7 separate regions of the Mus musculus genome follow, and all the other regions are linked to region 7. The links are chromatin contacts, called in public Micro-C and promoter capture Hi-C maps. All regions are on one chromosome and are shown on one strand. The core of a region is the stretch at or near the end of the contact, and the rest is flanking DNA. Distances in the headings are between cores, read along the strand shown.

Region 1 (3,910 bases), core at 602-3,101, 670 kb after region 7:
AGTAATTTCGAGCAGATTTCTGGACCTTGGACCAGGAGTGACTATTGCTTCTCCCTACAGGAACTGTACTTTGAGATGCGTGTTAAAATAAATGCTGTCTCTCCACTATCCTATGTTTTAAAAGTTGCTTATGTGCTTGTGTGCATACACTTAAATGTATGTGTGTGCACCATATGTACACAGCACCTGCTGTGGCCAGAAGAGGACATGGGGTCCCCTGGAGGTGTGAGCGGCCCTGTGGTGTGGGGATCTGAAGTCCAGTCTTCTGGACTTGTGCTATTACTGTCGATGTTTCTGCTCAGATGGAAGGGCACACGGAGACACGGAGCTCAGGAACCACGCAGGGAGCCCTCTCAGCAGAGGTGTTGCAGTTCCCAGGGGAGGATATCCCCGGCTGAGCTGAGGAGCTCAGGAGCCTTGTTTCCCCGCACCCCGCTCTCCCACCCCCCACCCTCTCTTCACCTCGCTTCTTCTTGGCTCTTCCGATGAGAAAGTCACACCAAGCAGAAAATCTCATGTAAGAGATTTATTGGTGGGTTCAGGGTGTGGAGAGATGAATCTTCCCTCTTCTCCTGGGAGTAAAACATTAGGGAATTAGACAAAGGGCGGGGCTTACATAGAATTTCTTAGGAGGCAGGGCTTTTCAGGGCAGAGATTTCCAGATTAACGATTGGTGGAATTTCAAGTCCTGAGCTTGAGGAGCTCAGGGATTGGTGGGTTTTCCTGTTCGGGGATTGGTGACTTTTTTCCCCCTCACCCTCTTTACCCTGCATCAGGCCCATGGGTTAGTGTGAAAGTCCTTCCAGGCCACAGCCAACTTTTGCTGAGGCGCCATCTCTGTGAGGCTGCTCAAGGAGGCTGGAGATGAGGTCCTATCACTGTGGGACAGTTCCTGTAGGACAGCTCCTGCAGGGGTGTTCTTGAGGGGCAACCTCTGTTGTGTTGGGAAAGGTGATACACTACTGTAGACAGTTCTTGTGACAGCTCCAGGCTGAGGAGATGTCATGGTGCCAACATTTTAACAGGAGCCGCCAACAGCTCCTAGGAGGCATCTTAACGTGCCACAGGCTGGTGCAGGAAGGAGGGGCCAGCCCTGGCTTTTGCAGTACACCGATTATCAACTACACTTGACCACAGAGCCATCTCTCATGTTTTTTCAGACAAGGTATATAGTCCAGGCTACTCCTGCAGGTTGCAGGTTGGGTCAGTTTTGTTTTACTTGGACTGAAATTGCAGGTATAAGTCAGCACACTCAGCTTACAAAAACAAAACAAACAAGCAAAAACCCGTGGCGGTTCTCACTTGCATTCCCAGAACCCAGGAAGCTGGGGCAGGAGGATTGCTACGAATTTGAGGCCTGTCAGCAAATTCAGACCAGCCTGGGCTACATGAAACTTTGTGTCAAAAAAAGGAAGGAAAGAAGGAAGAGAAGGTTGGAGGGAGGGAGAGAGAGAGAGAGAGAGAGAGAGGGAGGGAAGCCAGGCATGCTGGAGCACTCTGGTCATCTCAGAACTCAGAAGGTGGAGTCATGAGGAACTGGCTGAAGAACAAAAAGAAATGAATTGAACGAACAGACCAAGCACAAACGCACACAGCCTGTATAGAGTGAAATCCTCACAGAAAAGGCAAGGCAGAGAGGGTGTTAGGTTTCCATGGAAACAGCATCCTGGCGTTCCGAGGGTGCGTAAGGCTCCGCCTCACTCACCTATGACAGCCAATTGCGGGCTCCACTGTGTTCAGCGCATGCGCAAAATCGCACCACTGACAGGGCAAGCTCGGGATAATGTGGGCGGAACCGCGATGCACCGGCGCCAGACTGGTTGTTCCTGCGCATGCACACTCGCGTTGACCAGCTGCCTTCGCGCGCACGCGCCTTCCTAGCGTGCTCGGAGCTCGCGGGCGGCGGGCGCCTCAGTCTGAGAGCCACAGCAGAGGAACTGGCTCAGGTGAGGCGAGCTCCGAGGAGATCCGGACCGCACAGGCGTGAGGACCAGAGGAGGGCCGTCGCCGCCTCGCGCGCAGCCGACCGCCATGAAGCCCCCCGCAGGTACCGGTCGCCCCTCGCCCAGGCCCTCCCTTTCTCTCCTCCTTCGGGCAGATGGAACCTTTGGGATTCCCGACCCTGACCCCTTCGTCTGCAAAATGAATGAACTAACTTTCCCATGACTTCAACCTCTTGATAAACTGAATTTTAAAAGAATACTTTTCTCATGCTCCCTGCTATTCTAACTAGGGTAAGATGGACTGCCAACGGGGCGATGAGCAAAACCCACACATGGTGTAAAAGGCTCTAGTTCCTGGAAGGCTGCTGGAGACGGTGGCCTGGGAACCTCGGTGCCAGGACAGTGTGCTATCTAGCATCTAGAGAGGACCTAGTAATACTTCCAACTAGGTTCTTTTGTATTTTTAGGATTTGTTATTTTTAACTATTGTTTGTACGTCTGTGTGTGAGTACCTGCACATGTGTGTAGTATTCATGATGGCTAGAAAAATGTGGCCCATCCTCTGCTCCTGGAGTCAGTTACAGGTGGTTGAGAGCTAGCTGCCTTTCAGGGGTGCTGGGAACCAAACGCAGCAAGCACGCTTGATCACAGAGCTCCCTCTCCAGCCTCTTGAGTCAGCAACACAGGGGCTTAGGCTATGGTCACCCCACTTTGGCAGGGCTGGTTGGGAGACCCATCTTTCTCTTGCCAGGTCTGCTGTGTATGTGTGTGGGGCATCCCATATGGTGGAGCTACCAGGCAGGGATTCCCGTCAGTTGTAGACATGACTGTGACCCAAAAAGATGAAGACTTGTTTGGATTTTTTTTTAAACATTATTTAGTGTGCTTGTGGAGGTCAGAGGACAGCTTGCGGGAATCAGTTCTCTCCTTCCACCTAGTCAGTTGTGGGGATTGAACCTAGATCGTCTGCGTTGGCAGCAATCACCTCCAGCTGCTTAGTCATCTTGGGTCCCCTGGACTTGCTTAATCCAGAGAAGGAAACAGAGCCAGTGCCAGCCTCTCTTCCCAAGTGTGGGAGACCGAGACTAGGAGGATCCCACCTCCAGAAATTGCAAGGGTAGCCTGGACAATCTGGCAAGATCCTATCTTAACCCATGAACAGAGGACTAGGGAAACAGCCCAAAGGGCCCTGTGTGTGACCTTCCTGTATCTGAGAGCGGCCTTGGGGGGGGGGGGTGGCGTCTGGAGCTCACACCCATACATTTTCTCATGCCTGCAGATAATCCCCCCAGTCATGATCAGGATCATGGGAACAGGAATAATTGGAATTACTTGCACCTCAGGAACTTGAGGTGCCCTGAAATGGAGGCAGTAATCCAGATGTTTGCAGAAAGATGCTGCAATCCTAGTTCTCCAGATCTTTGCACTCTGTGTTCTCATGGCTGGCTCTGCCCCTACTTGTAATACAAAGCCCTTCGTTTCGCATGTGCGCGTGTCTGTGTGGGGAGGGGGTATCTTCCTCAGTGGCTGCCCATCCTCCTTATTTTTGCTTTTCTCTGTGTAGCCCTGGCTGTCCTGGAGCTCACTCTGCAGACCAGGCTGGCCTTGAACTCACAGAGATTCTCCTGCCTCTGCCTCCCAGTACTGGGGTTAAAGGTGTGCACCACCATCACCCAACCATGGCTTTTCATTTGAGACAGCATCCCGTGTACCCCAGGTTGGCCTCATACTTAATACGTGTGGCTGTGGGTGACCCTGAACTCTTTCTCCTCCTCCCCGCTCAGTTTCCTAAGTGCTAGGATGGTAGGCAGCCCCACCACGCCTGATTTGTATGCTGTGGTGATGGAATGAGAGCACCATGCATACTAGGCACGTGTGCTGCCCACTGAGCCACAGCTTCAGTCCGAATTTTTGTTTTCTTTGGCTTGAACGTGCTTGCCCTGTGTTCTCCATTTAGACCACAAATG
Region 2 (4,107 bases), core at 714-3,213, 650 kb before region 7:
GAGCAGGCGCCACACACTAAGTCTGCAGATCCCTCTGCCCAAATGACAGATTCCAGCATGACATACCCTGGAACGTGAGTCAGGAAGCAGTTGCTGCTAAGGGTAGACAGGAGCCACAGTTAGACCATTGTCTTTACCTCCTAACCCACCCTCTAAGCGTCTCCACCTTCTGCAGCTGCCATGCAGACCTGACATAGGATCAGGAGGGAAATCTGGACATCCCGTCTACTAGACTTGGTAGTAAAACACTTAAAATTGGGTTCCAAAGTCAGTGGTCGTGCATGCCTTTATTTTGTTTTATTTTTGTTTGTTTGGTTTTTTTTTTTTTTTTTTTTTTTTTGGTTTTTTCTTTTTTTCAAGACAGGGTTTCTCTGTGTAGCCCTGGCTGTCCTGGAACTCATTTTGTAGACCAGGCTGGCCTCGAACTCAGAAATCCGCCTGCCTCTGCCTCCAGAGTGCTGGGATCAAAGGCGTGCGCCACCATACCCGGCTCATGCACACCTTTAATCCCAGCACTCCAGGGGCAGAGGCAGGCAGACCTGAGTTCAAGGCCAGCCTGGTCTACAAAGCAGCCAGGACTTCCTACACAGAGAAACCCTGTCTCGAAAAACCAAGAAAGAAAAAAGAGAGAAAGAGAGAAGGGAGGAATGAGGAGAGAAAGAAAGAAAGAGGAAGGAAGGAAGGAAGACAGACAGGCAGGCCTGGCAGACAGGCTGGATTCCAGCTGCACCTCGACTCTGCAGGACTAAAACTGGAGACTTCTATGTCAGCATTCCAACAATGCAAATCCGGTATTGTTCAGGTGTATTTGGGGCCTCCACTGTCTTCCTAGAAGTGAGAGCCCCAGGTGGGAATCTGGAACTCAGGGAATGGAATTACAGCAGCTCCCAGAACCAGCACAAGAGGACCCACAGGACCACAGACAGGCCAGCCAGACAACACTGCTCAGTGGACTCTGGACCCCATTTTACATACTCCCTTGGAGTGGTCAGGTACAACGCAGAGCACACTCCCTCAAGGCTTCACTGTGGAGAAGGACTTAGGACACCAACTTACCTTCCAGCAGTTCAGCATGGCCCCACTCCCTCAGGACATGTTGCTCACGGGGACTGGCAGCGGAGCTCCTTCTTGAGCTGCAGAAGCCACCAAAAGTCCCTAGAAAGAGACATGAAGAATAAGAACACAGAAACCATCCTATCAAGTGGACACCGTGGCATGCACACTTATTACCCCAGGTCTCTGGAGGCTGAGGTGGGAGGGTCTCCAATTGGATTCCAGCCTGGGCTACAAAGGAAGTTCTAGGTTAAGCTAGTGTGAGTTCCTGCCTCAAACTTACGTCATGCCCAGAAAGAAATGGATCAAAAGACAAGGACTGCCAGGCATGGGATCTCAGAACTCAGGAGGTTGAAGCAGTAGGACCTGAGTTCAAATAAAGCATCCAGCATGAACCACATGGAAACACCATGGCTCAAAAAAAAAAAAAAAAAAAAAAAAAAAACACGCCCCGCCCACAAATAAATCCAGACCCAGAAAAAGACCAACTTCAAGGGCAGAACAGGCCAAAGCTATAAGGATCGGGGTGCAGGATCCAGCAAGAAGTACTCCTAACTAAAAGTAGCCAAAGGTCAATGCCAATATCCGTAAGTCCCCAACAGTGGGTCAGAGACATGGAAAAGCGAGCAACAATCAAAAGTCAAAGTGCCCTGCGGACCTAGAGAGACGTTGCCAACTAGTGCCCAGCTAAATGGGTCCCCAGAAACTCCTCCATAGGTCAAAGAACAAAGGTTGAAGGTGACCGGGATCCTAAGGAAGGGAAGATTATAGTCCTGGATCCGACACTCCTTTACCTTCCTCCGAAGGCGGGCGGTGGGGCCCAGGGGAGCGCAGAACCCGGCCAAGCCCGGCTGCGCTTCGGGTCCACCGGAGCGCCGACATGCCGCCTGCTGCCCGCAGTGCGCACGCGCACGCGCCGCCTGCAGGGAGCTGTAGTTCTGCGACTGCCGGAAGCGCTCTTAGGGTCTGTCCTGTGAGAGGAGTCGAAGGAGAACTACAACTCCCAAGAGGCAGCGGGCAGCGTGGCGGCAAGAGAGCATGCGCAGAAATACTCTTCTGATTCGTTCTTTTCATATCCAAGTTCCCTCTTTAGTTTTTATATTTTTTTGTTCTTTGATTGACTGGTTTCTGCTTTATTTTATTTGTTCATATATATGTGCGTAACATTTACATATGTGTATATATTATGTACTATATGCACATTTTTGGCACAAAGTCTCACTATTTAACCATGAATGTCCTGGAATTTAACAGGATTCCCTTGAACTCAACAGATATCCTCCTTATACTCCTGCTCTGCCACCCAGTACTGGGACTATAGTCGTGCGCCACCACGCCCAGTCCCTACCCTATTTGTTTCTCCTCCTCTTCCTCCTCCTCCTCTCTGCCTCTCTCTGTCTCTGTCTCTCTGTATGTATATGTGTTTGTGCAAATGGAATCAGGGCCGTAGAAAGATGGAAAAGACGTGTAAATAGTACCACATCGCGATTTCATTCATCCATCCATCCATTCATTCATTCACATTCACAGAGTCCCATGTAGCTCATGTTAGCTTCCAATTTACATGTATGAGAACTAATCTGGAAAGCCTGACCTTGCTGTCTTCTCCTTCCCAGTGTTGGACTAAGGGATCTATCTACACGTAGCCCAGGTTGGTTTCAAACTTCTAATGTGGCCAAAGATGACAGTGAATTCCTGATCCTCCTGCCTCCTAGCTCAGGAAGTGCCGGATGACAGATATGTGCTATCACGCACCAGCATTTTATATTTGAGACAGAATCTCACTAAATTTTCCAGGCTAATTCTGTAGCTCAGACAGTACCCTCCTGAGAAGACAGGACCTGGGCTCATTTTCTCAGTACTAGGGCTTCTACTGTCTGGAGCGCATCAGTGAGAGCTTTGGGTTTATAATCCCAGCCCTCTGGAGGTAAAGGCAGGCGGATTCAAATTTAAGCACATAAAATGCACATAAAACCTTGTCTCAATCAGGCAGTCGGGCAAGCAAACGGACAGATAAACAGACACACACACAAACTCAGAGCTGGGTGTGGTGGCACACACCGTTTTTGCTTTTGTTTTTGTTTTTTTAAAGATTTATTTATTTTATGTATCTGAGTACACTATCTCTGTCTACCAGAAGAGGGCATTGAATTCCATTACAGATGGTTGTGAGCCACCATGTGGTTGCTGGGAAATGAACTCAGGACCACTGGAAGGTCAGTCAGTGCTCTTAACCCCAGGTGGCACACACCTTTAATCCCAGCACTTGGGAGGCAGAGGCAGGCAGATTTCTGAGTTCTAGGCCGGCCTGGTCTACAGAGTGAGTTCCAGGACAGCCAGGGGCTACGCAGAGAAACCCTGTCTCGAAAACAAACAAACAAACAAACCCCAATTAAATAAATAAATATCCTAAAGTCTAGTTGGAGCTGGAGAGATGGCTAATTGGTTTAAAGCATTAGCTGTTCTTCCAGAGGACCCATTCAATTCCCAGCATACACACAGCAGATCAGAATGTAACTCCAGTTCTAGGGAATCCAACACCCTCACACAGACATATATGCAGACAAACTACCTATGCACATAAGATAAAAATAAACTATTAAGAGAGAGACAGAGAAGGAGAGAGGGGGAGGAGGAGAGGGAGCGAAGGAGAGCAAGCAATGTGGTTAACCCTGATTCTCAGTCTTCACACTTCAACTGTGAAGGTTCAGAGAACTCCAGGAAGTGACCCAACTGCACGGGACACTCAGAAAGATGTGTGGGAAAGCCCATGTTTCCTTAAACTTCAATGGAAAATCCACGCTGTGGTTCAACATCATGTTCCCACTCATCCTGGCCTCCACAGGACAGGCAGACAGAACAGAGCAAGAAGAGTGAGCCAGATAGAGACGTGTTGTCAGGTGTAGACAGTCAGATCGTGCCCATGCGGGGCTCAGGGAGGACAGCCCTGGGAACTCCAGCCAGCTGTTATGTGAAAGACTAGCATGACGACAGGGACAGAGGTAGGGAGAAATGCCAGCCAGTGCAAAGGCCCTGGGGCATGAGAAGAGCAGC
Region 3 (3,698 bases), core at 1,012-3,511, 630 kb before region 7:
TAATTATAGATACGACGTAGCAACAAAATAATTGTATAGTTGGGGTCACCACATGAGGAACTGTATTAAAGTGTCCCAGCACTAGGAAAGTTGTGAGCCACTGCATTAGAACCCTGCTCACTTGTCTGGGGAGAGCAGCACAATGGGCAGCTGATACACCAAGGTTGTGCTCGGGCTACAGCTGACAATCGACCCTGTGCTGAGACCCATCTGACCTTAGAGCAAAGCAGCAAGAGGTAGCACAGGGCCTGCGAAGATGCCACCACTGGAACTGGGTGTCTCTGGCGGTTAACTCAGGTGTCTGAGAGGCAGCTGAAACTAACACCGCATAGGACGGCCTATTCTGGAGTGTGGGCCATGGCAAGTCTCACTGAACCCACAGACCTGCCCCTGCTCCCTGTCCCACACTAGCTGCTCATACAAAAACCACCCATGCCGGTCAGGTGGTGGCGGAACACGCCTTTAATCTCAGTACTTGAGAGGCAGAGGCAAGCAGATCTCTGTGAATTCAAGGCCAGCCTGGTCTACAGAGTGAGTCCCAGGACAGCCAGAGCTGTTACACAGAGAAACCCTGTCTGGAGAAACAAAACAAAACATCCCCCATGCTCTGTTTAAACACTTGTCACTCCCTGACTGGCTGGCCTATACAAACCCTGTAAGAACAAAGACCATGCTGGGTCACTGGGGCTTACAGGTAGGCTCGTGCCAGGCACAGTGGCAGTTGAGAGGTCAGGGTCCTCCTTATTCAAGGGCACTGAGCCAGAACCTGGTGCTGCTCTGGTCCCAGTAAGGAAACCTGACAGCTAGGTGTACACCTGGGTCTGGCCATCTCCTTACAGAAAACAGTTCCCAGAGCTCACAATGGTGCCAAGGGGCAGCATAGTCCCCAGTCCAGGGGCGTCAAGGCAGATCTGGGGAGGCAAGGCTGAGGCACAGGAAACACAAGTAGAAATAACAATCAATTCCTATGTTCCAGGTTCACCTGGCACCCCACATACCACTCTCTCCAAGCTGCCCCCCTTCCTAGACAGGGTTCCTGTCTGTCCTGGAACTAACAGTTGGCCTCAAACTCAGACATCGGCCTGCCTCTGCCTCCCAAGTGCTGAAATAAAAGGTGTATGCCACCACCTGAATTCTTGGAGTTAATCGCCCTGAAGAATGTCATGGTGTCACCATCCAGAGGGAGAGTGCAGAGACCAGAAGGAACTACAGCACCTCTTACCACCCACCCCGTCGTCACCCTGACAGACTCTGGCTAATTACTCCACCACCTTCTCCGCAATGGTAGATTGGCTTACACCAAACTAGCTACTACTTCTTCAAGGACCCACCCAGGCTTCCACCTCGAAGGGCAGGAGCAGGCTCCACGCTTGGCCTGGAAAGGCCACGGTAGGTTGCAAGTACTGAGCGATCACCTTTCCAGGAGCGAGCCTCAAACCTGGGTATGAAACAAGGGATGCCTGGAAGGTGGGAGGTTCTGTCCTGGGAGAGGAGGCCTGGGGATACCAGCCTAGTCAAAGTCACTCTCAAGAAACTTGCAGGATCCCTGGCATGCACCTGGACAAAACCACCTTGAACCGGAAAAGATGCAGGACACCCAAGCAGGGTCCTCAGGATAGATATGTCCAAAGCTACGAGGAAGAAGCAGGAGGCCAGGGGACAACCAGGTGGGGACCGGGGGATGCAACTGGTCAAAGCCACACTGAAGCCTTAGCACAAGGCCTGTAACAGGCAAGGAGGTGCAGGTACGACCTTCCCAGACCCTCCAGCTCCGCCGTCGGATTCGCAGCTCCTCTGGGCGCAGCAGCGAGGCCCGGGGCGGCGCTCGAGGCCGCGCCGCGCGCCCCCGCGTCCTGGCCACGCGCTCGGCGGCCGTCCCCAGCGCGGAGCTCAGCTTCCGAGCCCCACCGGGTCCGACCAAGCCTGCGTCCCTCGGGCGACCCCGCCGCCGCCCTAGGTTCTTGGACCTGCCCGCCACGCTGCTCGCACCCCGCCGGGTCTCAATTTCCCCTCTAGCCAGCTTCGCGCGCACAGCTCCACGGCCCTCCCGCCCAGGTCTCACCGGCAGGCGCGGCACGATCTCTACCGAGCAGCAGTGGCAGAAGTACCGTCCGGGCTGCGGCGACGCCTCGGCCATGGCCACCGCCGCCTCCGCGCCGCCCGCCCCCCGCGCGGCGCCTGCCGCCGGCCGTTTGCTGCTCCCTCGCCGGCCGACGCGCCCGCGCACGCTCACGCATGGCACGCACGGCACGCACGGCAGGCGTGGGGCTCGCGGAGAAACGCGGGCAACGCGCTGCGGGGGGCTGACTCGTGGAGAACGGTGGCCGCACTAGGACAAAATAAGTATTTCCGGAAGCCAGAGACCTGGGTCCAGTGTGTGGGGCGGAGCCTGGGGGCGAAGCGGCGGAGCCTAGTCTCCTTAGTAACCGGGACGGAGGTGAGGGTCAAGACTGCAGAGCATCTTGGGGGCGTGGCCTATCTGGTGTGGGCGGAGTCTAGAGGGCTTGGCACTTGGGGGTGGAAGGGCGGAGTCACGCTTGAAGAGTGCGGAAGTCCAGGGACAGCGCGAAGGCGGGTCGCCTTGGCGATGACTTTAGGAGGTGAAGTCAGACATGGAAGCAGAAGAAGTCAGAGATGGGGGGCCAGCGAGCGGCGGGGCTACGTGGGGGAGAAGACTTTTTGGCAACCTGCGTGGGACAGGGCCTCGGGGAAGCCTCCGCGACCAAAGGGCGGGGCCTTCGTGGGGGCCCGGGATGTCTCTTTGGCAACCTGGGGTAGGTTATAACCTGTAGGCAACTGGAAAGCTTTAGGGTCCGCAGGCTGAGCCTGCGCAGGGCGGGGCCGGGTTTCCATGGTGACGAGACAGCGACGGGACCAATCCTGGAATCCGCCTAGGAATTTGGCGTGAGCCTGGAGGCGGAGCTCCAAGCTTGCGGGGGCCGTCTCCTTGGCAACGAGGATGGGCAAGCCTGAAGGCGGGTGACTATCTCCAGAGCGGGGATGTAGTCGACAGGGCTGAGTTTCTCCGGCATACGGGATTGGATGTAGAGGCCTCGGAAAGCCAAGTACAGTCGCGAAGTTGGAGTCCTTGAGGGGCGGGACTTGGTTGCCTTGCCAATGGCTTAAGTTGTTAGGGCTATCCCTAAAAAAAAAAAAAAAAAAAAAGTGAGGGACGGGGCCTAAGAGACTCCTCCTCTTCTTCGAACCATCAAGCCCTCATTTCCCAGCTTCCTTCCCCTCATTTAGCCTTCCAGACAAGCTTGCCTGTGGATATTTGCTTGCACTGCACTGCCTGTGCCTCCAAGTGCTTGGTCCCCCAAACTCCGGAGTCTCGGCTGCAATGTTGCCTTTTCACGCGGTCTCTACAGCCCTCCTACATACACTTATGTACACCTGATAATCTGTAAAAACAGTGCCGGGCAGAAGGGAGTATCATGTCTGGACGATACACATCAGGTGTTCCACAAACACCCGAGATAAGGATGAAGAAGGGATGCATTCTCTGGTAGAAGGAGGATCCTCTAGCCCGCAGGCACCCCGTGTGACTCTTCAGGAGTGAATGAAGCCTGCGTCGTCTTCTAGGCTAGGCCCAGAATGTTTCTGAGGTTAGTTCCTGTATTTATTTACTTATTCGTTCAACATTCATCTAGCGTCTATGAAATGCACACAAACACTCCAGCACCATAAGGCAGGGGGGA
Region 4 (3,911 bases), core at 664-3,163, 520 kb before region 7:
AGCATGAGACAGAACCAGGTGTAGAAGCTCAGTGCATTCTCTCTGAAGAGCGGGGACGCTGGGGACTCTACCACCCAGGGAACCCTGAAGTGCACAAAAGATGCTGAGGACTCGGGGTCATGGCCTCAAGCAGGAAGGGGCGGGGGAAGGATTGGCGATGGTCCGATGGTCCAGAGTCATGCAGCCGTTGTGTTGTGTAAGAAGTCCGGGAACAGAGAGGCAAGTCCCGGAAGCCTGCGGACCTCTGCCAGCGGCAAGGCTTCATTTCAAAATGAAACCACACAACCTTTTCTTTCTCTCTTTTCCTTTTTTCCAGCCCCCCAGGTCTGTGGTTTCTTTCTCTTCGTGTGGTTTATTCTTTTAACTTAATGAATTTCCTTCCTTATTTATGAGCCACTGAGATGGCTCAGTGGGGAAAGGCGCTTGCTGCCAAACCTCAGGGTCTCTGTTCAGTTCTGGGGACTCACACAGTGGACGGAGAGAACTTACTCTTGACTGTTATCCTCCGACCCGCTGTGCAGACACGACACACATGCACACATGGAGAAGTTCGTTCATATAGGAATGAATGCATTAACTTTGTACTCCTGGGATGGAACTCAGGGCCTTATGCAGCCTAAGCAAGTGCTCAATACTTGGCTGTATCCCAGTGTTCTATGGGTTTAGACTATTTCATTTATTGATTTTTTTTTTTTTAGGTTTGAGACAGGGTTTCTGTGTAGCCCTGGCTGTCCAGGAACTCGCTCTGTAGACCAGGCTGGCCTCGAACTCACAAGAGCTCCTCTTGCCTCTGCCTCCTGAGTGCTGGGATTAAATGCGTGTGCCACCATTGCTGTGCTAGACTATTTTATAATAAATGAATATATTTGCTCTGTGATCCCAGCACAGAGGCAGGAGGATTGATGTTGGTTTGGGATTTAATAAACAGGGGTGGATGGGGAGGGAAAGGGCCAGATAGCTCAGTGGGTAAAGCACTATGGCAGAAGGGAGGGCTGCAGTTCCAGTCCCCAGAACCCGTGTCCACAGCGGAGACAGCCTCCTGTATTTCCGAGCATTTGTGTAAGGAGGCCCAGAAGAAGACAGGGACACCTCTCCCCCAACAAGCTAGAGAGCTGATTGACTGAAACCTTAGAGAGAGCCCCTGCCTCAATATAAGGTGGAGAGTCACTGAGGAAGATACCTTGTGTCAACCTCAGGCCACTCTATGCATGTGCATCCACACATGCCTATGCAGAAAGAAAGAAAGAAAGAAAGAAAGAAAGAAAGAAAGAAAGAAAGAAAGAAAGAAAGAGAGAGAGAGAGAGAGAAAGAAAGATTAAAAAATTTAAGATATATAAATTAAAAAGAAATAAAACACACACACAATATATATATTTATATGAAAAAAAACCAGTAAAGAGAAAAGAATAGGAAATTATCCCAGTGCAGAAGTGCATACTTGTCATCCGAGCGTGCAGGAGGCTGAGGCAGAAGGAACCTTGGATACGTGGTGAGTTCATGGCTAGCCAGGGTTACATGCAACCCTGTTTAAAATGAACACACATACACACACACACACACACACACACACACACACACACTACAACATTAGAGGAGAAATAATGAACTCCCAAAGTAAAATCTAGGCAGGTTATTAATGGGGAGGGTCATCGATGGGGGGTGTATCACAGGATCTGTGGATCATAGCTGAGTGGGTACTAAAGTGGCTTGTCCCAGGACCCTCAGCACGCTCTGGGTGGCAGAGGGCTTCCTGTGCCTCCAGAGAGACCCCCTGCGTCCTGCCCTACTGCAAACATTCCTGGGCCCCCAAACTGGAAGGAGGAAGTGGGACCCACAGCCCAGCCTTTAGCCACTGTTCAACGGCTCCCGGCAGAGCTGGGCTATAAGAGGGCCCCAGCAAGCAGGATGCCAGGAGCCTGGCCATGGCTGGAAGCTACCCATCCCCCAAGGGGATCCATCCCTTCCTGCTGCTTGCCCTGGTGGTTGGTGGTGAGTGTGTGTGTGGGTGGGGGGGTGGGGAGCTGTTCATTAACCAGCACCTTCCTAGAATAGCTGGGAAGGTCAGGGCATCCCCTGGTTAAATGCTTGGGAAGGAAAGAATGAGAGGGGGCATTGACTGCTTTCCTTCTGTTTTAGGGTTCTTTTTTAGACAGAGTCTTAAGTAGCCCAGGCTGGCCTTTGCTACATTATAGCAAATCAGCTTTGACCTCCTGGCCCTCATGCCTCATCTCAGTACTGGGGTAGCAAGCTCCCATGCTGTGTTTCTGTGGCACTGGATGTGGGACCTAGGGCTTTGTGCGTGTAAGCCACGACTCTACCCACTGAACCCAACACCAGCTTCAGCCCTTGATGGGTTCTTACTGTATGTGTGCCGCCCACGGACTCTCACTGCAGGGAGGAATTTCCAGGGAATCAGGAATTACCAGCCAAGCTGAATGGCGCACATCTTTAATCCCAGCAGTTGGGAGGCAGAGGCATGCAGATCTCGCTGAGTTCAAGGCCACCCTGGACCACAGTGTGAGACACTATCTCAAAACAAAATAATACGTGTAGACTCAAGTCAGCCCCCGACTCCTCCCCAGGCACAGGTCACTTTAAAACCATAGGTAGAACAGACTGTGGCTCTCATGGCTGGAACCCTTCAGGCTGCATTCCTGACACCTACTTCCCCTAGGCGCAGTCCAGGCCTCCAAGATTGTAGGTGGGCACGAGGCTCGGCCCCACTCTCGGCCTTATGTGGCATCCCTGCAGCTGAGCAGGTTCCCTGGGAGCCACTTCTGTGGTGGCACCCTGATCCACCCGAGATTCGTGCTGACAGCCGCCCACTGCCTGCAGGACATGTGAGTTCAGGAGACAGCGAGGGAGTGGCAGGTCTGAACTGACAGCAAAGCCCTGGATGGGTACCTCATAGTCTCTTCCCCTTCCAAAGGCTCCCTCTAGACCTGCCTCAGCTCTTCCCCATGCGTTCTCCAGGAGATTATTTCAACAGAGACTTTCTCTCACCTAGAATCCCCCAGTGAAGGGGATAGGGGAGTGGTTAGGGTAAATATCCCTTCTAGAATTCCCCAGGGAAGGGTCTGTGGGCACGGTCAGGGTAGAGTTCCTCCTACCTGCCTAGAATCCCCCAGTGAGCGACTAGGGGGCGTGGTTATGGTAGAGCCCCACCTGGATTCCTCCCAGAGGGCGTGGTCAGGGGTGGAGCACTTGGTAACGTGTTGAAGGATCGATCCGGGTTCCATCCCTTTCCCTACAACAAACAACATCCCACAACCTTCACTGCAGCTCCTGGCAGCTTGTGACAGTGGTGCTGGGTGCCCACGACCTGCTGAGCTCGGAGCCTGAGCAGCAGAAGTTCACCATCAGTCAGGTCTTCCAGAACAATTACAACCCCGAGGAGAACCTCAATGACGTGCTTCTCCTCCAGGTAGGTCGGGTTCTGGGGATCCATTGCTGCAGAAGACACGTAGGGAAAACCTACTGTGTGCCATGCTAGGACCATGGAGCCGTCATAGTGTGGGACCCGGGTCTGTCCCTTAGCTTCTGACCTGGCTGGCTGTGTTTCCTGTCTGGTGCGCTTGGTTAGTGGTCCTGTTAGACCTGGGCCTGGGGTTAAGCCTGTGGCTAGCTTGAGGTTTGGGGTTAAGGTTACTAGAGCCAAGATCAGATATAGGATAAGGATGGTTAAATTAGGGTTCGATCTAAGTCCTGGTGGAGGGGTATGGCCTATGGTCCACATGATGCTAACTTTAGGATTGCTGCTTGGACTCGGCCCAGGCTGAGAGCTAAGGGTAAGGCTAAGTTTTGGTTACCGTTATGGCTAATGACTAGGCCATGGGTAGGGCTCAGTTAGGCTTAGGGCTATGGTCAGTGTTTAGTTAAAGGGGAAACTGAGCCTGAGTAAGGGTCTGGGT
Region 5 (3,964 bases), core at 738-3,237, 620 kb after region 7:
CATTAAGCTCACTCAGGAAGCAGAGGCAGGGGGAGTTCCAGGCCAGCCTAGGCTACACAATGAGACCCCGTCTTCAAAGGAGGAAGAAGAGAGGAGGAGGAATGAAGGAAAGGAAGAAAGAGAGAAAGGAAGGAAGGAAGGAAGGAAGGAAGGAAGGAAGGAAGAAAAGCAAAGCAATAGAAATCGGAGTATGAGCAACCTTCACAGGGCCAAGTGTGGTGACCCATACCTGTCCTGCCACTCAAGACAGAGACTGGAGGATCAGGAGAGAGTTGGAGGTAGCCTGGGCTACAGGAGACCTTGTCTTAAAAACAGAACAGAACGAGCCACCTGGAAGAACTAAGCATCCTAACAAATACCTTGTAATCCCAGCACTGTAGAGCCTGAGGCAGGAGGATGGACATGGCTTCCAACCCTAGTGCCTCACTGGGGGATTCTAGGCAGGTTCTCCACCCCGGGCTCTATCCCAGTCCACATCCTTCCAACCTGGCTGCATAGATCTCAGGCAGTTTTTCACACCTCTGGGCTGTGGACACTGGGCCTGTTCATTGTCTGTGGGACACTATGGGCCCTGCAAGGCACTGTGCAGTCTTAGGCTCCACACTGCATGCCAGGACCTCCTCCCTGATTTGAGAAAGTTACACATGTCCCTAGATGTTACCCAGTGTTCCCTGCACAGCAGAGTCACCCAAGTTCAGAGACAATCTTACACTAAACTGCAAGCTGACTGTGGTGTTTTTGAGACAGTGTCTCACTCTGCAGTCGTGGCTGTCCTGGAACTCACTATGTAGCCTAAGCTAGCCTCAAATTTTCCATTTTTCTGCCTCAGTTTCCTAAGGACTGGGAGAGCACGCCTGCCACCACCGGGGTAGAGATTCTCATTTGCACCCCAGGATGGTGGGAGTCAAGGGGGGTTCCTCATAGTCTTTCTGTGACAGCTTGCACCAGAATGGCCTTAACACATATCTTCCCTGGCAGATACTGCAGGGAGCCTACCCAGGGCTAGCTGCCCTGCCCTCATGAGGAGGTAGGGGGGACTGAGGACTGAGGGACAGCAGCTAACAGATCAAAGCAGAGTCCCAAAGCCACTGAGAGCACTAGACCTGTCTGCAGCTGCAAACCGGTGAACTTGGTGCCTGGTTCCCTGACACCTGGCAACAGTTTCAGTGCTATAACAAGAGGTCCCCCAGCCAGCCACCGTCACCCTCTCTCCCACCTCGCCCCTACCCCCACCCCATCCCACCCCCGCAGTGGAGAGCTGCCCACACACCTTAACACTATTGCCCCTAACACTCCCACAGGAAGTTTCTGAAACAGTCAGTCAACACTGGAGCCTTGTGCACCCCAAGATCTAAGCCTATGTACCCTGAGTCCCTGAGAGGGACACACAGGTACCTTCCCCCTGCTCTATGTCTTTGTCTCCAAGGTGTTGGTACTGTGTGCAACCAAACAGCAAACAGGTAGTGCCCCACTCCTCCTTGACTGCACCCCACTCCTCCCTGACTGCACCCCTCTTCTCCATGACTGAACTCCATTCTTCTCTGTCTGTATCCCACTGTTGTCTGACTTCACTTCACTCCTCCCTTATTGTACCCCACTTCTCCTGACTGTACGCCACTCCCCTGACTACACCACACTCCTGTCACCTTACCCAATACGTATCTGACTGCACCAAACTCAGTCTTGTATGACTGTACCCCACTCCTCCCTAATTGACTGCACCCCACTCCTCCATAACTGATTGCCACCCATTCCTCCCTGATTGCACCCCACTCCTCTTTGACTGCACCCCAACTCTCTCTGACTGCACCCCACTCTTGTCTGACTTCACCCCACTTCTCTGGGCTGCCCCCGTCCTCTCTGAGGCAGCCCACTCCTCCCCGATACACCCCGAGTCTCTTCAGCATGCGGAGCTCACCTGCCTCCAGCCAGTGTCTCAGCAGCCGCACAGCCGAACGCACCGCGGGGCCTAGAGAGGGCTCTTCCATGGGGCGGGGTCTCCCGCGATGAGGGCGGAGCCTCTGTAGCATTCGGACCAATCAGAAGCCAAGGTGGCGGAGGTTGGTCCAGAGGAGGAGCCTAGGGCCGACAGTCTGGTAGGCTTAGCCTTGGGGGCAGGGCGGGGCTTCGGGCTCGAGTGGGCGGGCCAAACCCAGGAATGGCGTCTCCACGGGCCATTCACTAGCTGGAGGGCGGGGTTATGCGTCTAAAGATTGGCAATCAATGGTGCAATCAAAGGGGCCTCTCTGAGGAGAAGCTGCTTAACGTTAGGCATGTACTAAGTCAGGCTTTGTTTTGTTTGGATTTTCGAGTTTATTTTATTGGTGTGTATTTATTGTATGGTATAATGAGTTTCATTATGACGTTTGCATACATTTGTATCCCATATTGTGATAATATTCATCTTCCGCTGAGCATCATTTTAGCAGTAAGAAAACACCGATCAAACTCCCCATCTCAGCCCAGATCTAACAGAACAGCAAGGTCCAGTCAAAAAACCCCATGGGAGCCAGGGACAGGAAGCTCCCTTGTGGTTTTCAAGGAACGAGTTTGAATCCCGAGCAGAGACCCAGGATAGTGAGGAAATACTGATTTTTTATTTGCTTGTTTATCATTTCTGTATTCTGATGTTCATCTCCGGTTTTTTCTATTCTCTCTGTTACTTGGGTTTTTTTTTGGCTTTTGCAGTACTTGGCTTGGGTTATAACTTCAGCCATATATATATATTTTAAGACAGGGTCACAGTAAACCGCCCAGGCTGGCCTTGAACTCACCATGCAGGAGAGGATGACTTTGACTCTCCAGTGGGGGCAGTGGCACCAGGGACTCATGCTGGAAGCCCCAGCCCATGGGTCTGCATTCTCTACAAGTTTTCTTGGTGACCTCAGAGACATCTGGAACATCCCTGCAGGTAACAGCCATCCCAGGGAAAGACCAGTGCAGCCCCTGGGTGGGTGACCTCAGGATTCTGGTGTGGACTGACATTCTGTGACAGACAATCTACTGGCTCGGCTCCCTGGACTCTTGTCATTCCTGAAGGAACCTGGCTATCATCCACACACACATCCACACACATACATGCACACACATATGAATGCCCCCACCACAGACATGCACAGACAGGCACACACATGCACGTGTGCTCACACACACAAACACACACAAACACTGCACTTTATATTCAGAGAAAGCCCAGAACCTTTCTTCAGTGTTCTTCCCTGGCACATCCCATCCAGGCTGTCCCCAGACCCTACTACTGTTTGTGGTTCACCTGGTAGATGCAGAGTTGGGCTATCTTCCAGCACTTGAGAAGATGAGGCAGGAGGACTGCCCCAAGTTTGAGTTCAGTTTGGGCTACATGGGTGAGTTTGAAGCCATTGTAGGCAACATGAGACCCTGTTTCAAAAACTAACTAATGCTGGAGAGTCGGCTCAGTGGTTAAGAGCACTAGCTGTTCTTCCAGAGGACCTGGGTTCAATTCCTAGCACTCACATGGCAGCTCACAACTGTCTCCAGTTTCAGGGGATCTGACACCTTCACACAGACATGCACACAGGCAAAACACCCGTGCACATAAAATTTAAATAAATAAATAAATAAATGAATAAATAAATAAATGAATAAATAAATAAATACAAACACTAAGAGGTTTGTAGCTCAACAGGAAAAGTATCTGCCTCCAAGCCTGAGAGCCTGAGAGAATCTAATCTCCAGTAAGGCTAGACCATTGTGTCCTCTGACTACCACACACATACTGGAGCGTGTGTACATGCACACGTGCACACACACACACACAAATTTCCCAAATGTAATTCAAAACAAGATCCACAAAAATTACCCTTTTGTGGCATGCAATTGAGTCTAAGTAGATTCAGGAGACCGCACTGAGCCCAGAGGCCACCAGGGGGAGCGCTGGAGCTGCCCGCCCTGGGCACATCCCCTTCCCCTAGGTCCAGACCTTGTC
Region 6 (3,813 bases), core at 2-2,501, 770 kb after region 7:
AAATGATTTTTTGAAACAGGATTTCTCTGTGGAGCCCTGGCTGTCCAGGAACTCACTTTGTAGACCATGTTGGCTTTAAACTCACAGAGATTTGCCTCCCTCTGTCTCCAGACCCCTGGGATTAAAGGTGTGCCACCATGCCTGGTGAGGACGACACCTTTTAATCAGATCCTCTAGAATAACCCTAAGGGTCCCAGTGGGGAGGGAAGGACCATGTCACAAGGCAGGCAGAAAAACGGGGGGGGGGGGGGCAAGTCTGAATCTTATGGGTGGGAAGATGCTTGAGGGGGACTGAGGAACTCCAATAACTCTGGAGGGACAAGTGTGCTGGAACCTTGACAGGGAGACAGAGCAGAACTGGATGTAGGCTAAGCCAAGCTGTACTTCAAGAGGGTTTAATGGGGACTCAAGTCAGGTCAGAGCCCTGGTACCTTAATGCAGAAATGGGGGAACAAGTCTAAACAATGTTCCCCTGGACTCAGTCAAGGTGTCCTGTGAGGATCAATCTGAGGAACACATAACAAGGAGGTGGTGGGTCCAGTATGCCAGGCAGCAGAGAAACTCTACAAGGCGATTCACAGGTTAGAGATGGGTTAGAGTGAGACAGGATCACTGGAGGCTGAAGTGAAGAGGTACCCCAGAGCTGACAAGTGGGGAGCGGGACTCGAGGGCTGAGTCTCTAAAATGAACTTGGGCACTTATAGTTGGCCTGAGTCTGGAGTCAGAAGGTGTCAGTCTGAGCCCCGAGAATCAGAGGACTTGTGGCAATCCCTGTAGACCTTCCCCATGCAGGCCTGTGGGGGAGGAAAGAGGGGGGGCACCCGGACCTGAGTCCTACTCGTTGCCTTGGAAACCTGATGGCGAAGTCACTTTGCATTCCTTCGGCTTCCCAGACCACAGAAGGACCCCCAGTTATGTCCCAACAGAGCTAACCCAAAGGAGAGGACAGTGCCTGCACCGGGAAAGCTGTGTAGCCACACTGTGGGAACCCCTGCTAGGGTCAGTAGAGAAGTGACAGTAGACGGCGGGGACACCCCAGGAGGGAGCTGGCGACCCCGCCCCCGGTCTCCCCGCCCCCCGCCCGCAGGTTCAGCCCGCGTCCCAGTCGCACCCTCGCCGCCCGCGCCGCCACACCCCGCCCTCCCAGCTCCCTGCGAGGAGCGGTCCGTACTCCGCCACCCGCCTGTCCCGGCCGGAGCCACTCTCGCTCACTCACTTTGGCCTCCACCAGCTCTGCCGCCATCTTGGCCACTAGCGTCCCCCGCGCCGGGAGGCCCCAGCCGTCGCGTCACGTGAGGGCCCTCGACTAAAGGGCGGAGCCTGCGCGAGAGCCAGTAAAAGCGAGTGCTGGCTCCTTCCTCCACGCCCCCGCGTCTGAGAGGCGGGAGGATGCATCACGCGCACGCGCCTACAGGAACCCCGCCCGAGGATCTGACCAATCACAACGGACAATTGCCAAATCCCGCCCCCCACGGTTATTTTTCAAGGCGCTGGCCGCTACCACGCCCACTCTGGGGAGGAGTCTGCTGCTTAAAGAAATAGCAGCACTTCCCGCCGCCTCATTTCTCTTGCTTTAGAGAACCGCTAAATTTTTGTGTTTATTTAGTGTGTACATATGTGAAAGTCACAAAACAGTCTAGGAAATTAGGTTTTCTCCTTCCACTGTGTAGGTAGCAGGGATGAACCAGCTAGTGCCTGAACCATATACCCTTTGCCCTGCTCCCTCTCTTACTGGCCCCACCTTTTCTGTAGAGTACAGGCCGAACCCCCTGCCTCGTTTTCAAATTGGCTTGCGGTGGCAACAGTTGTGGGTTTTTAAAAATTGTTTTTGTTTTTTGAGACAGGTTCACCATGTAGCCCTGGCTCTGTGGAACTCGCTTTGTAGACCAGACTGGCCTCAAACTCACTGAAATCCTCCTGCCCCTGCTTCCGGAGAACTGAGATTAAAGATGAACATAACCAAGCCCTGCGTAGCCTTGCTTCTTTAGGGCACAGAAGCCCCTCTAGCTGCATTTTTCCTTCTTTATTTGTTGGCTCAAGGCTACGCCCACTTTTCTGTGGTCTGTTTTATTTATATACTGGGGGAGACACGCAATTTTTGATCGTCCAAAGACAATCTAAGGGGTTTGTATATTTCCACAATATGGATTCAGGGAATCGAACTCAGGTCATCAGGTTTAGAGACTAACGCGAATAGGTGTGGGTGCGCGCGTTCCAAGCCCCCTAGGTGGACATCAGAGGACAATTTGCTGGAATTGCTTTCTCCTTTAACCAGGTGTCACAAAATGAGTTCTGTGGATCGAACTCCTAATAGACTTCTGGGCGATCACCATTTCAGGGGCCCTCCTTGGCTTTCTAACTACCCACAAGCCCCACCCAACCCCCAAATTTTCGAAGCTTGCACTGGGGCCACGCTCACTTCTAGCCCCGCTCTGGGTTTTTAAGCGAGAACGGCACCGCCCCTTGCTTCCGTTTCATTGGGAGGACTGGACCGCGCCCACGTGGGGAGGGTGGTCTTAAAGGTGTATGTGCTTCCTGCTCTGGTGCATTTTATGGCTCATGTTTACGGTTGCATTTTGATGAAGAGAAGGGTTGGGGATGAACAGAATGCGGCCGGGCAGGTGTCCCTGTTCCCTTCGAGCGGCAGCTGGCAGGTGTAGGGCTCGCATGGCCCTGTAGTGATGGGGTGTGAGCCTAGTCGGCCCTGTGCAGTGCACATCTGGGTCGTCTTGCGTGTGTGTGTGTGTGTGTGTGTGTGTGTGTGTGGTGTGTGTGTGTGTGTGTGTGTGGTGTGTGTGTGTGTGTGTGTGTGTGTGTGTGTGTGGTGGGGTGTGAGCCCAGTTGGCCCGGTGCAGTGCACATCCGGGTCGTCTTTCGTGTGTGTGTGTGTGTGTGTGTGTGTGTGTGTGTGTGGTGTGTGTGTGTGTGTGGTGTGTGTGTGTGTGTGTGTGTGTGGTGGGGTGTGAGCCTAGTTGGCCCGGTGCAGTGCACATCCGGGTCGTCTTTCGTGTGTGTGTGTGTGTGTGTGTGGTGTGTGTGTGTGTGTGTGTGTGTGTGTGGTGGGGTGTGAGCCTAGTTGGCCCGGTGCAGTGCACATCCGGGTCGTCTTTCGTGTGTGTGTGTGTGTGTGTGTGTGTGTGTGTGTGTGTGTGTGTGTGTTAGCATTCTGGTCGATTCTCTGCAAGCCACTCGATCCTTACTCTTGTTCTAACTAAATTAAAAAGAGAGAGAGAGAGCTCTTCCAAGCTTGACTTCTATCGCAAGCCCCCTGTGGCTTCCTAGTACCCACAAGAAGTAGAGTAAAAAGTGTTTTCTTTTGAGAACCGGTCTCATGAAGCTCAGGCTCACCTGGTATTCCCCTCTGTAACTAACCCCACTGTAGCTTCTATTTCTCAAGTGCTGGCGTGACAGGCACGGCTCACCACACCTTATTCTGTGATGCTGAGGATTAAAGAAGGGTTCTCTGTACGATAGGCAAGCACTTCACCAATCGAGCCCCCGCCCCTTTTGTACTCTTGTTCGATATTTATTTATTTATTTATTTATTTATTTATTTTTGGTTTTTCGAGACAGGGTTTCTCTGTAGCCCTGGCTGTCCTGGAGCTCACTTTGTGGACCAGGCTGGCCTCAAACTCAAAAATCTGCCTGCCTCTGCCTCCCAAGTGCTGGGATTAATGGCGTGTGCCACCACCGCCCGGCCGATTTTTTTTTTTTTTTTTTTTTTAGATTTATTTATTTTAGCCAGCCAGTGGTGGCACACAGCACTTGGGAGGCAGAGGCAGGCAGATTTCTGAGTTCAAGGTCAGCCTGGTC
Region 7 (4,016 bases), core at 1,212-3,711:
CTGAATTCCTGGTCATCCCGTCCCCACCGTCTCAATGCACTGGTGACAGGCACAGGGAAACCTGGTTCATGTGGCTGGGACTGGGCTGAGCGCTAGGCACATGTTCTACTCACTAAGCCCCAGCCAGAGCCCCTGGGCCTCCTTTTAAAAGATAAATATTCTAAAATCCAATCTGACAGGGCCTCCACCAGTTAGAACATGGTAAAACCCCTCCACCTCCTAACAAGTGACTCTGGCATGCAGGTTGATCACCCTAACAAAACCCTATTAAACAGGAACAATGGCATATGCCCCTCTTGCAGCAAAAGCAGAGGAAGGAGGAGCCACAAGTTCCAGGCCAGCCTGGGCTACACAGCAAGACCAATAAAAAGGTAAAACCAACCCGAGTCACAAGGCTGTTGGCTGCTGGGGTGGGGACAGCACTTCTGTGCAGGGCCTAAGGAGCTCGGCTCTGTAGGTCTGTGTGCACATGGAGTGTGCCCAACAGCTTGCTGAGTGGGACAGTTTGAGCTGCCCTCATCCAGCGATAGGCCCATAGTACACCCAGGGCTGACATCCTAACTCTCCAGCCCTAAGTGTTTCCAAGGTATGTGGGAGGAGTCCGTGAAGAAGAGACTGTCTATACAAATGCGTTGGAAAGCACTGGTGGCTATTCTGGGGCATGGATGTGAGCTAGCAGCTGTGGGGGATGAGACAAGTGGGACAGGTACAGCTTGGGGACAAGGTGTCTTTGGATCATCTCTCAGAGGTGTTGGCCCCATTGCAAGTAAGGGAGAAGGGGAGGAAGTCCCATGCACACAGGGCACCATTTGCATGTAGCCCTACTGGGAAAAACCCTACCTACTGCAGACCTATTAGAAGCAACAACCCCATCCCTCTTTGCAGTCTGAAAGGAACCCAAGTTAGCCCTGGCTTCCAACCTTACTGCCAAAACCCACGACTCCTTAAGACCAAAGGGCCAGGCAGTTCAACTCACAATGCACCACCCAATTCCGGGTGCAGTGGAGTAGGGACAACTACAGTCGGCTAAAAAGGTAGATGCTCCAGCCGTAGGGCAGCATGCATGCGGCCCAGGATTCTATTCACACCACTGGGGATAGAACTGGGGAAGAACAGCAGGTGTAGGTTGCCTGGCTATTATTCAGATAGACAGCTTTCACTGCCCTGATTAAAAGGTTGCAAATATGGTCTATGTAGACGCTGCCTCAAAAAAAAAAAAAAAAAAAAAAAAAAAAGGCTGGAGAGTTGGCTAAGAGGTCATGAGTTCAATTGCTAGCAACCACATGGTGGCTCACAACCTTCTATTGGGTGATCTGATGCTCTCTCTTCAAGCAGGCAGAGCACTCATGCATTAAATAAATAAAAAATTTAAAATATTTTTTAAAGAGCAGACTTATTCATAAAAAAGTCTTGCACACAAAAACCACATTCACATTAGTCAGAAGCCACTGTGATGTTACATTTGGGGCCACCGCTCAAGAAGAGCAAGGGCTTTGGAAACGCCATAAAAATGGGGGACATTTTGCTGAACAAGAAGCCAAACCCAAATTTATGCAGGTGAGGGGATCAGGCCACCTGGGGCAGTTCCCTTGCTTCCCGAAACCATGATAAAGTCCCCGCGAGGGTCAAAGGGTCAGCCCATCCCCCTCCCACCCCCGCTTCCCAGCGGCGTCTGGCCAAGGCCCGGGCGCCCCTCGCACGGCGCGCACGGTCCCCGATTCCTTGGAGGACAAAAGCCCGCGCCACAGGCGGGCTAAAAGCCACGAGGCTGAAGCCTTGGCTGCAGGCGTGGCGCACGCGCACTCACAGCAGCGCTGGGTGGCGCGGATCAGCAAAAGGCAAGGCACTGGGTTCAACGCATGCGCGCTGAGGCGAGCCATGGCCGGCGCGTGCGCACTGACCACAGCTGGCACGTAGGACGCACGCTCGGACGCACGCTCGGACGCACGTCGCCCGGCCCAGACCGCGGCCCGCAGTCGGGGCGCCCAGGCCGCCGCAGAGGCCGCTGGGAGGCGCCCGTTGGGGCCCTGCGCGGCCGGCGCGCTCATTCACCTATAGTAAAAGACATCCCTGTGGCCGGCCGACAGCCCCGACCTCCTGGGCACTTCTTCCCTTTCCCAGCCCTGCGGGAGCGCCGGGCACTCCCACCTCTTCCGCTCCATTGCGCCCCGGCTTTTCCGCCCGCCGTGGCCGATGCCGCCGCCGCCGCCGCTTCTGCAAGTTGCGACCCCCGGGCTCGTCGCCGATTCGGCTCCCTCCGCCGCCGCCACTCGCCGCAGCTGTTCTGTCCCACGGGCCTCCGCCCTCCGCCCCCAGCCGGGCGCGCGCCGGCTTCGCCACCCGCTCGGCCCCCTCCCCGCGCTTCACAGCCCCCGCTAGGGGGGCCGCTCCGCCCACCCGCCCGCGCGTGGGGCTCGTCTGCGCAGGCGTGGAGTCGGCCCCGCCCCTTCGCGCTCGCAGGACCAGTCTGACTGCCGTCCAGACTCTCTGCGCAGCCGCGGCCCCGACCCAGCCTTCGCTTGCCTTCAAGACCCGCCCCAAGGCTGTGAAGCCAATCAGATCACTTCAGCTCCTCGGCTTAAAATGCACAGTTGGCTACGTCCCGCCTTGCGGGAGACGCCCACAGGGCATGGAGACCAATCAGCGCTCAGAACCTCGTTCTGTGCTTAACTTCTCATATAAATCTGCTCTGAGACAAGGACAGCCAATCAGCGTGGCCGGGGTGGGACAACCATTGCGTTTGCGCTCTAGACTCCGGAAGCACAGTGTGTGCTGCACCTGGTCTGTACCAAGCTGGAGCAGTTTCGCCCGAGCTGCCGTCCTGGTCCTGGGGTCGCGCTGGGCTGCACCTGCGCAGTGTGCGTTTGTCAGGGACCCGCCTGGGCTTTGTGAAAAAGATCGAGTACAACTCGGGGCCTTCGACGCAGTCCTGCTTCCCTCTGCGTTTCGTTCTGGCCTCTCGGCTGTTCCAGCCCCAGCCTCTATTGCGTTACTGCGAGGACAGAAATGCACCACCACTCCCGGCTTCACCAAGAACTATTTAAGAAGTTTGTTCTTTGCAGCAGTACTGAAAATAGAAAGCAGAACCTTACACGTGGTAGACTTTCTGCCGTTAGGCTGCACCCCAGCCTGAGTTTGATGGCTCACGAACCTATTTAGAACATTCCTGGCCAGCCTGGGCCACACAGCAATACCCTAAAATCAGGCCAGGAATAGTGGCACGTGCTTGCCATCTCAGCACTGGGATAGTGGAGGAAGGAGGATCAAGCACTTCAAGACCAGCTTGGAGTTTACTAGATCCAGCATCAGAAGGAAGAACAAAACCAAAAACTGGTTTCTAAGTTAGTGAATGGAGTCACTCGCACTATCGCCCCTTGTCTACCGCAGCCCTGAGGACAGGGAGCTGGGGGGTCACTTACTCCTGCTTGGTACTGTCGGCTGCTTTGCCACTCAGGCCCAGCCAGACTTACCCAGGGAACATGCCTGAAGGCCAACTACCTTCTCACCCAGGCTTCCATTATACAGTACCTGGAAGACCTCTCTTTGAAAGGGGACCCTCCCTGACAAGGAGAGCTGCCAAGGGATCATGAGGTGAAATCACAACACATTTAAAGATCTTTGTCTTGCCTGCAATTTTTGGAGCTCAGGAACTGTATTTTATGAGCTAGGATTTGGGTCCCCAGATCAGGAGGAGAGATCAGATCACAGTGAAGAAGGTCAGGGGGACATGGAGGCTGGGATTAGTGTTTTGTATTTTTGAGTCAGAGTCTGACTTTGTAGCTTTCCCTGGCCTTGAACTCCGAGATCCTTCTGCCCCCTGCTTCCCAGGTGCTGGGATTAAGCCAGGCTTGGTGTCTGACAGATTTTTGCATGTGAGAATGGCAGCAGAAAATTGACACTGGGGTTCTCAATTCTCTATTTTTGAATTTTAAAAATCTGTGCCTCTTACCATCCAGAACCATCTAACTTCCCCAGACTGGGTCTCTCAGCTTGTAGCTTACTGCTTTATCTGGGCT

The links. Promoter capture Hi-C pulls out the DNA fragments that hold promoters and counts their contacts. A called contact is a pair of places that touch in the nucleus more often than the background predicts. Capture Hi-C pulls out chosen DNA fragments and counts their contacts.
Region 1: a contact with region 7 is called in a promoter capture Hi-C map of adipose tissue, with 4 times the contacts expected there. The contact joins the promoter of Thop1 here to the promoter of Mbd3 in region 7. A contact is called at or near these places in 3 of 39 promoter capture datasets (embryonic stem cells, liver and pre-B cells), 2 of 484 Hi-C or Micro-C datasets (CD8 T cells and myocytes), 6 of 115 datasets of contacts at active chromatin or transcription factors (astrocytes, bone marrow-derived macrophages, double positive thymocytes and 3 more) and 3 of 9 other capture datasets (adipose tissue, liver and macrophages).
Region 2: a contact with region 7 is called in a Micro-C map of embryonic stem cells, with 3 times the contacts expected there. The contact joins the promoter of Polrmt here to the promoter of Mbd3 in region 7. A contact is called at or near these places in 2 of 484 Hi-C or Micro-C datasets (the N1E-115 cell line and embryonic stem cells).
Region 3: a promoter capture Hi-C map of pancreatic islet shows a contact between it and region 7. The contact joins the promoter of Rnf126 here to the promoter of Mbd3 in region 7. A contact is called at or near these places in 2 of 39 promoter capture datasets (liver and pre-B cells), 1 of 484 Hi-C or Micro-C datasets (CD8 T cells), 1 of 115 datasets of contacts at active chromatin or transcription factors (pancreatic cancer cells) and 1 of 9 other capture datasets (pancreatic islet).
Region 4: a contact with region 7 is called in a promoter capture Hi-C map of liver, with 2.5 times the contacts expected there. The contact joins the promoter of Prtn3 here to the promoter of Mbd3 in region 7. A contact is called at or near these places in 5 of 39 promoter capture datasets (embryonic stem cells, hippocampal neurons, liver and 1 more), 3 of 115 datasets of contacts at active chromatin or transcription factors (double positive thymocytes, embryonic stem cells and memory CD8 T cells) and 1 of 9 other capture datasets (adipose tissue).
Region 5: a contact with region 7 is called in a promoter capture Hi-C map of pancreatic islet. The contact joins the promoter of Gng7 here to the promoter of Mbd3 in region 7. A contact is called at or near these places in 5 of 39 promoter capture datasets (cranial neural crest, fetal liver, liver and 1 more), 2 of 115 datasets of contacts at active chromatin or transcription factors (bone marrow-derived macrophages and pancreatic cancer cells) and 3 of 9 other capture datasets (adipose tissue, macrophages and pancreatic islet).
Region 6: a promoter capture Hi-C map of adipose tissue shows a contact between it and region 7, with 2.7 times the contacts expected there. The contact joins the promoter of Pias4 here to the promoter of Mbd3 in region 7. A contact is called at or near these places in 6 of 39 promoter capture datasets (the C10 cell line, hematopoietic stem and progenitor cells, hippocampal neurons and 2 more), 1 of 484 Hi-C or Micro-C datasets (uterus), 3 of 115 datasets of contacts at active chromatin or transcription factors (astrocytes, double positive thymocytes and embryonic stem cells) and 2 of 9 other capture datasets (adipose tissue and liver).

The regions. Positions count from the first base shown.
Region 1 is chr10:81,068,232-81,072,141 of GRCm38.p6, forward strand. Thop1 (thimet oligopeptidase 1) reads left to right here and starts at 1,852. Exons shown (of 13, transcript NM_022653.4): 1 at 1,852-2,047. The coding sequence starts at 2,032.
Region 2 is chr10:79,744,618-79,748,724 of GRCm38.p6, forward strand. It overlaps Polrmt (polymerase (RNA) mitochondrial (DNA directed)), which reads right to left and starts at 1,964. Exons shown (of 21, transcript NM_172551.3): 1 at 1,848-1,964; 2 at 1,057-1,155. The coding sequence starts at 1,935.
Region 3 is chr10:79,764,691-79,768,388 of GRCm38.p6, forward strand. It overlaps Rnf126 (ring finger protein 126), which reads right to left and starts at 2,262. Exons shown (of 9, transcript NM_144528.3): 1 at 2,063-2,262. The coding sequence starts at 2,137.
Region 4 is chr10:79,877,754-79,881,664 of GRCm38.p6, forward strand. It overlaps Prtn3 (proteinase 3), which reads left to right and starts at 1,914. Exons shown (of 5, transcript NM_011178.2): 1 at 1,914-1,989; 2 at 2,675-2,840; 3 at 3,283-3,424. The coding sequence starts at 1,923.
Region 5 is chr10:81,012,938-81,016,901 of GRCm38.p6, forward strand. Gng7 (guanine nucleotide binding protein (G protein), gamma 7) reads right to left here and starts at 1,988. Exons shown (of 4, transcript NM_010319.3): 1 at 1,919-1,988.
Region 6 is chr10:81,166,469-81,170,281 of GRCm38.p6, forward strand. It overlaps Pias4 (protein inhibitor of activated STAT 4), which reads right to left and starts at 1,252. Exons shown (of 11, transcript NM_021501.4): 1 at 1,217-1,252. The coding sequence starts at 1,243.
Region 7 is chr10:80,397,070-80,401,085 of GRCm38.p6, forward strand. It overlaps Mbd3 (methyl-CpG binding domain protein 3), which reads right to left and starts at 2,462. Exons shown (of 7, transcript NM_001306143.1): 1 at 2,149-2,462. The coding sequence starts at 2,162.